Regions from separate parts of the Mus musculus genome. Here regions 2 and 3 are each linked to region 1. A link is a contact called in public Hi-C data. All regions are on one chromosome and are shown on one strand. The core of a region is the stretch at or near the end of the contact, and the rest is flanking DNA. Distances in the headings are between cores, read along the strand shown. Region 1 has its middle 24 kb from the start of Gm45999. Region 2 overlaps Sox6 (SRY (sex determining region Y)-box 6). Region 3 overlaps Sox6 (SRY (sex determining region Y)-box 6).

Region 1 (3,560 bases), core at 574-3,073:
GAAAAGTGTGGTAGTGGTGTCAAGCAAAGGCAAGACTGAACCCTATGCTTCTGATGGGGAAGCGAAGTCTGGCCCTGGGAAGGCAATTTCTCCAGGTCAAACGTCATAAGGAAGGGCACAGGAGGTTAAAGCAGAAATCCTGAAAAAGTACAAGAGTTTGCAGGAAAAGCAACAAGGACCGGCTTTTATAGCTTCACCTTTAAGCCTTCTTCTTTGGGTAGTATGGCAGTCACTTTTCTCATTGCTGGGACAAGACTGCAACCTAAGAAAGGGTTCATTTTGACTTGTGGTTTAGGAAGGGATGCAGTCTGTTATACAGAGGAAGGCATGGGAGCAGGGCTGTGAGGCAGCTCTCTCTCTCTCTCTCTCTCTCTCTCTCTCTCTCTCTGTGTGTGTGTGTGTGTGTGTGTGTGTGTGTGTGTGTGTGTGTGTGTGTGTGTGTGTATTCTATATCTGTAGACAGATTCTATATCTGTAGTCAGGAGACAGAGAGCAGACAGGAAGTAGGACTGGACAATGAACCCTCCAGGCCCTCCTGGTGACCCACTCCCTCAAGCAGGGCTCCATCTACTTCCTAAGGCTCCACACTGTCTACCATCAAAGAAGTTTATATCCAAAACACAGCAGGTAGCAATGTTCACACCAGCTGAGGAGTCCCTGCTGCCAGACTCTTAGTTAACCTGGCTTGAATGAGATGAATCCTACCCCCATCTAGCCATAGGAGAAACACATAGTCTCCAGCTCAGCCAATGAGAGGGCTTCACTCCTGTGTCCGGGTGACTGATTGAGGGCAAGATGTATGCTTCGAGGTGACCCAAGAAGCCTCACAAATAAGCTTTCTCTGAAAGGCTACAGAAGAGAAACTCTTTCTACTGGCCTTGCTGGGCTGCTGGGGTCAAGGGCTATTCATGCGAGTGGGACTGAATTACCCTGAGAAGGAGGCACCACAAACAAATGTCACTCTGGGAGATAAAAGGAGACAAATTCTCAGCCTCATATGGAGTCCTTGCTCCAGCTGCACCTTCAGGTGACACATCCTGGATGTTGGTTGCCTTCACTCTTCAGTGTAGAGGCCAATGATTGATTTTGTAAATATGTGTGTCTCCTCGGCACTTGACCTAGGGGAGAAATATTCTCATTGATTTCATACTTAAACCAGATTGACTTAAACACCTGTCACTCACGTGTTTAAGAATCCAGCCCCATGTTTCAGATAAATAGTGGATATCAGCCACTGCTGACAAGACTGTGGCTGTGGCCATGAGGGAGGGTGACCAAAGGACCCTTACCTACCAGAATGAGGTAACGATGAAAACCAGAGAGGAGTTGAAGAGTACCAGGCTTGGTCAATGAAAATGCAGTTATTGTATCTGGAGAGACAGTTTCCTGCCAATGGGAGAGAACCTGAGCAAAGCTGCCTCCTGCTGGAGGGCCATAAGAACCGTGGGGGCAGTCAGCAGGGAGTGGGGCTGGATGGGTGACTTCAGCTCTTTCCTGGCCTGGTACTGCGTATTTGAATCTCCTGCTGGGCCAAGTAGTGACTTTGCAGGCCCTGCGGAATTCTCATCATTTCCCAGGGACCTTTCAGCTTGGGTTTGGCTCCTATGCCAAGGCTGTGACAGCTTTATTAGCACCTATAATTCAATGTGAGCATCAATGTGTTGGGAAACACTTTGGGGCTATCTGTTAAAGTCAGTTTAATTCCCTCTCAAATGCCTCTTTGTTTGCCAAAGTGCCAGGCAGAAGCCTTCCAGGTAGGCGGGGAGATGAGCCCCAGACAGGGATCAGCGGGACGTGTCTGCTGAGAGCACAAGTCACTTTGCTGGGGGCTGATGTCATTTCCAGTTAGTGGGCTCCTGGCAGAAAGGTCTGCAGAGGCTCAGATGACATCACTGGAGAGCAGCCTGTCATTGGCGGAGATAACAAATGGAGCTCAGCCCCAAGTTCCTGCTGCCCCAGGAAGTCTCAATTCATTCCTTGGCTTCGCTCCCTAAGAGGGGTCTGGAAAGGAGACTCTTTGGACCCTAGCAGACTGTCTTGCTGGCTACTTCATGGAAACAAAACAGAGGGGTATCTAAACTTTCCTCAAAGTTCCCAGTGACTGTTGTTATCACGTGCTGCCATGACACAGCAGCACACACAGCCGATCATCTACCCAGTGTACATGTTCCCTTCTGCTGTTCTAGAATCTGCCACAGCCACTAAGGCATGTCATTCTTCAAAAGATTGGATCTCCCCTTGGCAGATCCTCACTAACTCATCCATCCATCCATCCATCCATTCATTCATTCAACAAGTTCTATAGAATGCATATTTTTGTGATCATTGTTTCAGACACTAAGGATACTTCTTGACTGCCCCATCTGGGGATCTATCCCGTATACAGTCACCAAACCCAGACACTATTGTGGATGCCAAGAAGTGCTTGCTGACAGGAGCCTGATATAGCTGTCTCCTGAGAGGCTCTGCTAGTGCCTGAAAAATACAGAGACGGATGCTTGCAGCCAACCATTGGACTGAGCACAGGGTCCCCAATGGAGGAGTTAGAGAAAAGACTGAGGGAGCTGAAGGGGTTTGCAACCCCATAGGAAGAGCAATAATATCAACCAACCAGATACCCCAGGGACTAAACTACCAACCAAAGAGTACACTACTCATGGAGCAAACCATGACTCCAGCTGCATATGTAGCAGAGGATGGCCTTGTCGGACATCAATGGGAGGAGAGGTCCTTGGTCCTGTGAAGAAGGCTCAATGCCCCAGTGTAGGGGAGTGCCAGGTGGGGGGAGGTGGGAGTGGGTGGGGAGGTAGTGGAGCATCCTCATAGAAGAAGGGGGAGGGGTGGGGGAGGAGGTTTCCAGAGGGAAAACTGGGAAAGGAAATAACATTTGAAATGTAAATAATGTAAATAAAGGAAATATCCAATAAAAGAAGTGAAAAAAAAAAAAGAAAGGAAAAAGAAAACTCAAGCCTTTGCCTCTGTGAGTCTTAATTCTAGTTGAGATGACAGAGAACTAAATATATTATAGAATAAAGATGTGATGTCAGGGCAAAGCAGTCTAAATACGTATTGAGAAACAGGCTGTCTGTTTTAGATAAGACAGCAATTGGGGAGATGGTGTGTGAGTCTTGGGAAGAGTCTTCATTTCCAATGAGGAATCTGGGTTGGATGAGTGAGCAGATGAATGAATGAATCCAAAGGCTCTGATGCTCACTCAAGTCTTTTAGGTATATTAGAATCATCAGGATCGACAGTCATGGCTTCTAAGCCTGGTTCTCTTTGCTGCTCATTGTAATTCGGAGTGAGGACATGTGCTTTCAGAGCCTCAGTTTCCCTACTTGCACACTGAGGAAATTGGGCTCAACTGTCACGGAGGGCCCAGCTTCCTCTGCCACTCTAGGAAGTTGTGAAATCACAGGCTTTGGGACCTGATATGCTGAGAATGTCTTCCTGCCTGTCTGCTGTGCAGCTACTCCTGGCCAGTAGTGTCCCCATTTCTGAAAGGATGGTGGCTTATGGTCTGTACAGCATGAGTTTCTAGGAAGTCACAGTGTATTCTC
Region 2 (3,445 bases), core at 495-2,994, 290 kb after region 1:
AAGCTTGGGTGACTCCATTATGTGACCTAAGTTTACCAAAAAACACCAGTTAGATGAATCATTTTACAGAGTATAAAGACAGTGAAACTGTTGGATTGTAAACAGTAAAAGTGATTTTAAAACTCTTCCATTGGACTTAGCCATGTTTTTAAGGAAAATAAAACAAGGTAACAGTAGTATTTGTAAGTTAAGGTTTTAGGTACTCATATAACATTGTCACTAAAAAAAGTCAATTTTTTTCCCTTAAACTTAAGTAAAGTTTATCCATATATCAATTGATCCAATGATAGGTGATAGATAATTTATAGTCGATTGATGTAATAGAAAAGGTATAATATAGATAGATGGATGATAGATAATTGATAGGTGATTGATAGGCATATATGTAGACAGATGGTACATAATAAATGATACATAGCTAGTCAGATATAGATTGTAGGTGATAGGTAGCTAGATGATAAATGATAGTTAAATAGATCTAAATGATGGGCAGTACGTGATAGCTGGATGACATAGATAATTAACAGTTTGTACAGCTATGAGTCACAATAAGTGGCGCTGGGTGACATGTAAAATTCCTTTAGAATGAGAAATCCTATGTGTAGCCATCTCTTGGGTTCAGATCAGTGAGTAGTACATTCAAACAATACAATCATGTATGTTCTCTAAATGCATAGGTTGGGGAGGTGACTTTTCTGTTCCATACCCATTGTATACATTTGGCACAATGAATTTAAATATCAATATTTGAACATATACTAATAGATTTTTCTGTTTAAATTGATGAAGTATTTATCTACCCTGCTGTAATAAAAATAGTATCAAGTGTGAGTCAGTGATCCAAACAACCTGAGAACCCAGATTACTTCATTCTCAGACATGTTTCGTTGAACCGCGAGATTCCACTATTACGGAGAAACTAGAATGCTCAAGATGGCTGAAAGAAGAGGCAGCCAAAGGGGCATACAGGACTCCTAAGTACAACCAGGGAGTGTTAGAGAAGCAGGGGGTTATAAGATGCTTCTTCAACTAACTTAAGAATATGTGGGGGAAATCTTACCCTAAGTCATGTTTTGAGATTTGACCAAATCAACTTAGAGTAAATAAATAAGTAAATAAATAAGATAGGAACCTGGGATAAGCCCCATCTCAGCGGGCCAGCAGAGGTCATCGGTTGCCTAGCGTCATCTGTTTGACATCTTTAGACTATCTTAAAATGACTCTCTCAGACGCACTGCCAGAAAATAGCCTCTTCTGCCTTCCACTGAAAGCCAGAGGTAGCTTCATAAACCACAGAAAGGGAGCCAGTAAAAAGCTTCAGTACACAGCTTTTCTCCAAGTCAGTGCGCCTGCCTTTCCTGTGTGGCACACACAGGGTGTGTGTGCCTGACGCTTGCTCCTCCACGGTAAGCTGTATCTATCCTCCAACTGCAACACTGTATCTATCCTCCAACTGCAGAGACCGAGCTGCCAGCTGCAGCTCGGCTTTTCCTTTCTTTTTTCTTTCTTTCCTTTTTTCTTCCATGGGGTCATCTTTATCCCCAAACCACATCTGTCTTGAGTTTCTCTCGGATTAGTAAGGTGGATCAGTGCTCCCCGGGGCCTGCTCCAGCTGAAGTATTTTAATTTGACTAAACACCTGATTTATTTTATCTCTCCGATGAGAAAGGCAGTTTGTCTTAATAGAGCCTGTCAGCCCACAGCCCCATTCACAGCGATTTACAGGCGGCCGGGGACGCGGCGAGAGAAGAGTGCTGCGATTCTGTACTTTACCCTCCTCTGGAAAGCACCTAAAAGCAGCTATTCACTGCTACTGCATGTGGCATTTTAGAACTGAATTAGCTTTTTATTCAAGTAACTACACTTGTTGTGAATAGCTTATCTGTAAAATTGCTACATTCACTACTGATTTTATTAACCTTTGGCTCTATCACAAAATGGTCTTCAGTTAGGAAAGACCTTTAAAATTGACACGTTTTTTTTCCCCCCCTGAGGGGCCTTTATTCCAGTGACTTCAGATTTACTGAATTTGATCCACTGAATTCTTTACCAGTTGTAGTTAAAATTTTGAGCCTCAATAGGAAGTCAATAGTGTGTAAATAAGGAAACACTTTTTTAAATGTAAATATGGTGGCAATTTCCCTCATCAAAAGTTTTCAAATACCATCTTTTATTATAACAGTTCAGAATCACCCCTCTAACCTATTGATAATTTCTTTTTTAACTTTTACAAACCTCTCTTCAGACTCAACACCAAAGGGAAAAATACAAAATATATAAGAATCTATGTGGAACAGTTAATTTATTTTTTTGGCTTAAAATAGAAATCAAAAGTCATATTTAAGGTTAATTTAAAGTTCTTTCCCCCACATCAGTTCATAAAAGTTAGCACCATAATCTGCCAGCTAATTTTGCCCCTACAAATCCATATGATTACAATTGGTGGCACTAGAAAGAGAGCTGGGCACTAGGAGGCAAAGGCAGGCTCCGGGGCAGAGCCATGCACAGCAGGGTTGGGCACTTTGCGTGTGGACTGGCCTCAGTTCTTTTCAAATAGCTCCACACCCATGACTTGTAGAGCACAGGAATCTTTGTAGATAACCCCCTCAGCACTTAGTTGCAAAGTTGAACACTACTCTCCTGAGGGCTACATTTTTAGAAGAAAATAAGAAATGTGCACAGCAGTCAAGTGGGAGACAGAAGGAGACACTTAAAGAGAACAGGGAGGGAGGTCAGAGGGAAGGAGAGAGAAAAGGTAGCTGAAAGGCCAAGGGGGTGGGTGATAGAAAAAGACAGACACAGGAGAGAGAAAGAAGAGAGGGGGAGAGGAGAGAGAGAGCGAGCACTAAATTAAATTCTGTGCATTTCCCTGTATGTTTTTCCTTTCTAATGAAATGAGGGATTATGTTGTTAAAGTAATATTTACCAAGTCAAATAAAGCCAAGGGCAAGCGGCCGCATCTAACGCAAGTCTGAGGGGCTACAACATGAAACAACAGCTAACCAGCCTTTTTCATTAGATCCTGTGCCAGTTACTTTAACAGACTTGATAGAAGGTCACAGTGAAACTACAAGACTCTGCAGCTACAAATGCCTGCTCCTGGTGTGATGGAGAGAGAGCAGGCAGAGCCGCTGGAGTGGAGTTCCAATGAGGACAGACTTTTCCACATCAGTCCTAGAAGGATTAAAACACTTAACAGTCATTTCAAAGTGACACCAATCCAGGACCTCAGCCAACAATCCAGAAAGATTTTAAATTCAGTTGAAAAGAAAAGCTTTTACGAGTCAATTTTCAGGTCAGGTCTAATTGTTTTAAAATGGACACTGTTTGAGAAGAAAGCTAAAAATACAATGCCAATCATAAAAGAAAGCCTCATTTGATCCCTCCTGCCCTGGGGTAACCTGGTCAAGCTGCTGCCTCTCCCGCTTCAGCCCTGCACACATCA
Region 3 (3,290 bases), core at 282-2,781, 490 kb after region 1:
AGGATGGTTGGCTGGGCAATGGGAGACCTGGGATTAAGGGAGAGTCTCAAACCTCCAACTCCCTGGACCAAGTTCAGCTTCAACCAGAGAATCACGATGAGACAACAGAGAAGAAAAATAAAGGTGTCTGAGATCATCAAAAACAGTCTTTTTTGTTTATAAAATGCAACACTCCTTTCTTTATTCTTTTTAGCTCTCTACACAGAGAGAGGGAGAGGGAGAGGGGGAGGGAGAGGGGGAGGGAGAGGGAGAGGGAGAGGGAGAGGGAGAGGGAGAGAGAGAGAGAGAGAGAGAGAGAGAGAGAGAGAGAGAGAGAGAGAGACTAATATAGAAGGAAAAGAGAAGTCATTCATTTCACTGAACTACAAGTATTGTGACCCTGGGAAGGGTGATTTGGCTTTGAGGATTTTAAAGAAATGGTGCTGTATTCAGTCTTTTTCTATCACCATCCCCATATACAAAGCCCTAGTAGATCCTAAAATTGTGGCATTTTCTTACGTACATAAAAAAATTGAACTGCTATTGCAGCAACATCTAAACAGTTTCCTGTAAACTTTCTGTGATGGAAGTCATAGAATTTATGGTAAAACCCTGTGGAGTGCGGAGACAAATTTCTTTCATATTTATCATTCATTTTATTCTGTGTGCATTTTAAGGAAAACCTTTTAAGGGTACCAATAATGCAAGAAAGCGACAACAACTAAATTTATTGTTAAGTATCACATCACTGGTCCTCCGGGAGCTCGAAGAGAAAGCTTAAATCAAGCTCCACACGCTGGAGAGGTTCCCAGAGATGTGCTGGCCCAGAGGCAACCCATCCAGAGCACACTGGGATCTCAGGACGGTGACAAAGAAATACTACTCTCTCAACTGAAGCAGGTTGGGGACAGCCCTTTCCCTTCTCTTTTCTTTTCTTTCTTTTCTTTTCTTCTTTCTTTCTTCCTTTCTTTCTTTCTTTCTTTCTTTCTTTTTCTCTTTCCTTCTTTCTTCCTTTCTTTCTTTGGCATAGTACAAATTCTCTCCCCCAAATCCTCCCCTCCTCCTGTTTCACCTGACTAAACTGTAGGTATTTGTCCCATCACCTGACTTAGGGGCTGGCTGGCTTGAAATATTAGAGAGAGGGAGAAAAAAGAACACAATCTACCATTGTTTCCCCAGACAACGACCTTTCATGTCCTTGAGGCTCACCATGACCTTTTCATCTTTCCTATCCCAATGGTCTCTCCTAACAACTAAAACTGCACTCAGTTGGGCTGAATTCCAGATTGTCATAAAAAGAACCCTGTCCTTTCAAAACAAAACCAATTTTTACACCAAGGTGGGGGAGAAACACAAGTCCATTGTTCCCTCCCAGATGGAAGTTGGAGTTACTAAGGCAACTGCTCTAATCCTCCTTTTTACCACCTTTTTCACATCGCTGGCCTATCAAGTATGCTACCTTTTAACTCATAAGCTCAAAAGCTGGTCGTCTAACTGGCTGCCCTAATTAGCTACGATTTTCACACTACAGACAACATGATGAGCTAATCGAAATTTGCAAAATAATGACGTACCTCCAGCAAATATTCCTCCTCCTGAGGCCCAGTCTTAGAATAACAATAATGAGAGCATTATTAGAGAAGGGCATTAAAATGCTGCACTGCTGCTAAACAGAGAACTTAATTGTTCTGGTCTTGTCCATTGAATCAACAACCTATTGTTGTGGACTTGAAAAATAAAGGACTTGAGAATGGGTGCCATGATGATTGGTCTGTGGCCATACCGGCACTCTGTGGAATTGTTTTCTTTTCAAACTCTTGATGGACTAGTAGCTTTGTTTAAAAGTAACATAAAAGGCGATTGTCTGGACTAAAAAAAAAAAAGTCCTATTTATTGAAATCCTTAGAAGCAGTTGCATGCATTTGTTCCTGACCCCTGAGATAAAAACACAGTGATCATAATACCACCATTTGTGGAGTCCTGTCACCACTGCCTACAGTAACTCGAGATAAGAGACTGTCTTTTCTAGCTACAGTAGGAAGGAAGGAAGTACTTCTGAGCAGAAAGCAGGAATGACGAAAGGTCAGATCCCGGAGAAAGCTCATTACTCTCTGAAGGGGGGACTTTAAAATAATGCGAGTCTAAGAACCCTGTGTAACTGCAAGTAAGAAGCACACAGCTTTTCCTCCCTGCCCACCCCACCCCCCAGCCCTTGAGATTCCTGCCTTTAGTGAAAGACAATTAAAATAAAATGATTATTAAACAACAGAGACGGCATGTCTGGGGCAACCTGGAGGACAAGAGACCTAAAAGCTTCCAGGTCTCTGTGCTTGTGCTCACCTCTGTCTGCAGCAGGAATAATAAAACCCTGGAGTTAAAGGTTAACTACTGTAGGATTCTTAGCAGAAGAAAAGCCCTGTTTACACATTGGAGAAGTGTCTTCCATATGGAGCCCTGGCTTGCTTTCTGTGAGGTCAGGCCAGGAGCTCCATGTGGAATGGTGGGGTGGGGATTGATTTTGTTCATAGTATTGGGGGGATCTATTTTTAAACCAAGTAAAATCTGTATTATATAAAAATGTATTACATTGTAAATAAGACCTCTTCCTTCATTCATCCTGTGCTCTGCTTCATTCGTCTTCATCTTGTTAGGCTAAATTAATTAACAATCTCGCTGCTGCACACTTTCTCTTTTCATTACATCAGATAATGGTGGGCATGTGGAGAATGCCCTCGCCACGGGAATTCTGCAACTGCAGGGCCAGGGAGAGTTTCTAGGTATCCGTGTAGTAAGATTCTCTTGTAAGTATTTATTCGGTGTGCCTTTTAGAGTTAACATTAAATTAAGCACCCAAATCCTTAATATATTATCATAAGAAAAATAGTTCCAAATAAAAGAAAAACTAAACTGAAAGGTGCAAGATACTTTAAACACACACATACACACACACACACACACACACACACACACACACACCCCACAACCAAGTCTCACTGTACATTTCACCTAAAATAAACTTTCCAAATTTGGCAGGTGTGTTTTCACAACGCACCGTGAGGCTGCATGGAAGACTGAGAAGACACACCCCGCACTGTTCCGCCCCTCGCTTTGGAATGTCTAGCATGTGATAAATGCATGATTAGAATCTCACTGGTCAGTCCCATTATTTTAAATCTATGAGTGCAATGTGGTCAGGACTTTTGTAAGTTTCCTTTTCATCCTGAAACCCAGTGGCATCTGGGGCTATGCAAATGGACAAAAAACGTAAAGCCCTTTTTAATCTTTTCCCTCATCAACCGGTGCTTCTTTCT

Evidence for each region. A called contact is a pair of places that touch in the nucleus more often than the background predicts.
Region 2: a contact with region 1 is called in a Hi-C map of the N1E-115 cell line, with 4 times the contacts expected there. The contact joins two enhancer-like sites. A contact is called at or near these places in 2 of 484 Hi-C or Micro-C datasets (the N1E-115 cell line and nephron progenitors) and 1 of 115 datasets of contacts at active chromatin or transcription factors (stem cell-derived neural progenitor cells).
Region 3: a contact with region 1 is called in a Hi-C map of the N1E-115 cell line, with 6 times the contacts expected there. The contact joins two enhancer-like sites. A contact is called at or near these places in 1 of 15 datasets of contacts at CTCF or cohesin (pro-B cells), 2 of 484 Hi-C or Micro-C datasets (the N1E-115 cell line and Sertoli cells) and 2 of 115 datasets of contacts at active chromatin or transcription factors (astrocytes and stem cell-derived neural progenitor cells).

Annotation. Positions count from the first base shown.
Region 1 is chr7:115,372,453-115,376,012 of GRCm38.p6, forward strand. No RefSeq gene overlaps it. Among named protein-coding and RNA genes, the nearest start is that of Gm45999, 24 kb to the right of the region's middle. Within about 2 kb of position 1,824, at least 15 of the 459 cell types and tissues checked have an H3K27ac peak or open chromatin away from gene starts, as enhancers often do. A contact at or near this core is called in the N1E-115 cell line, where this site is marked.
Region 2 is chr7:115,665,522-115,668,966 of GRCm38.p6, forward strand. All of the region lies in intron 5 of Sox6 (SRY (sex determining region Y)-box 6), which reads right to left. Among named protein-coding and RNA genes, the nearest start is that of Gm51455, 170 kb to the left of the region's middle. Within about 2 kb of position 1,745, at least 56 of the 459 cell types and tissues checked have an H3K27ac peak or open chromatin away from gene starts, as enhancers often do. A contact at or near this core is called in the N1E-115 cell line, where this site is marked.
Region 3 is chr7:115,864,635-115,867,924 of GRCm38.p6, forward strand. All of the region lies in intron 2 of Sox6 (SRY (sex determining region Y)-box 6), which reads right to left. Among named protein-coding and RNA genes, the nearest start is that of Sox6os, 170 kb to the right of the region's middle. Within about 2 kb of position 1,532, at least 65 of the 459 cell types and tissues checked have an H3K27ac peak or open chromatin away from gene starts, as enhancers often do. A contact at or near this core is called in the N1E-115 cell line, where this site is marked.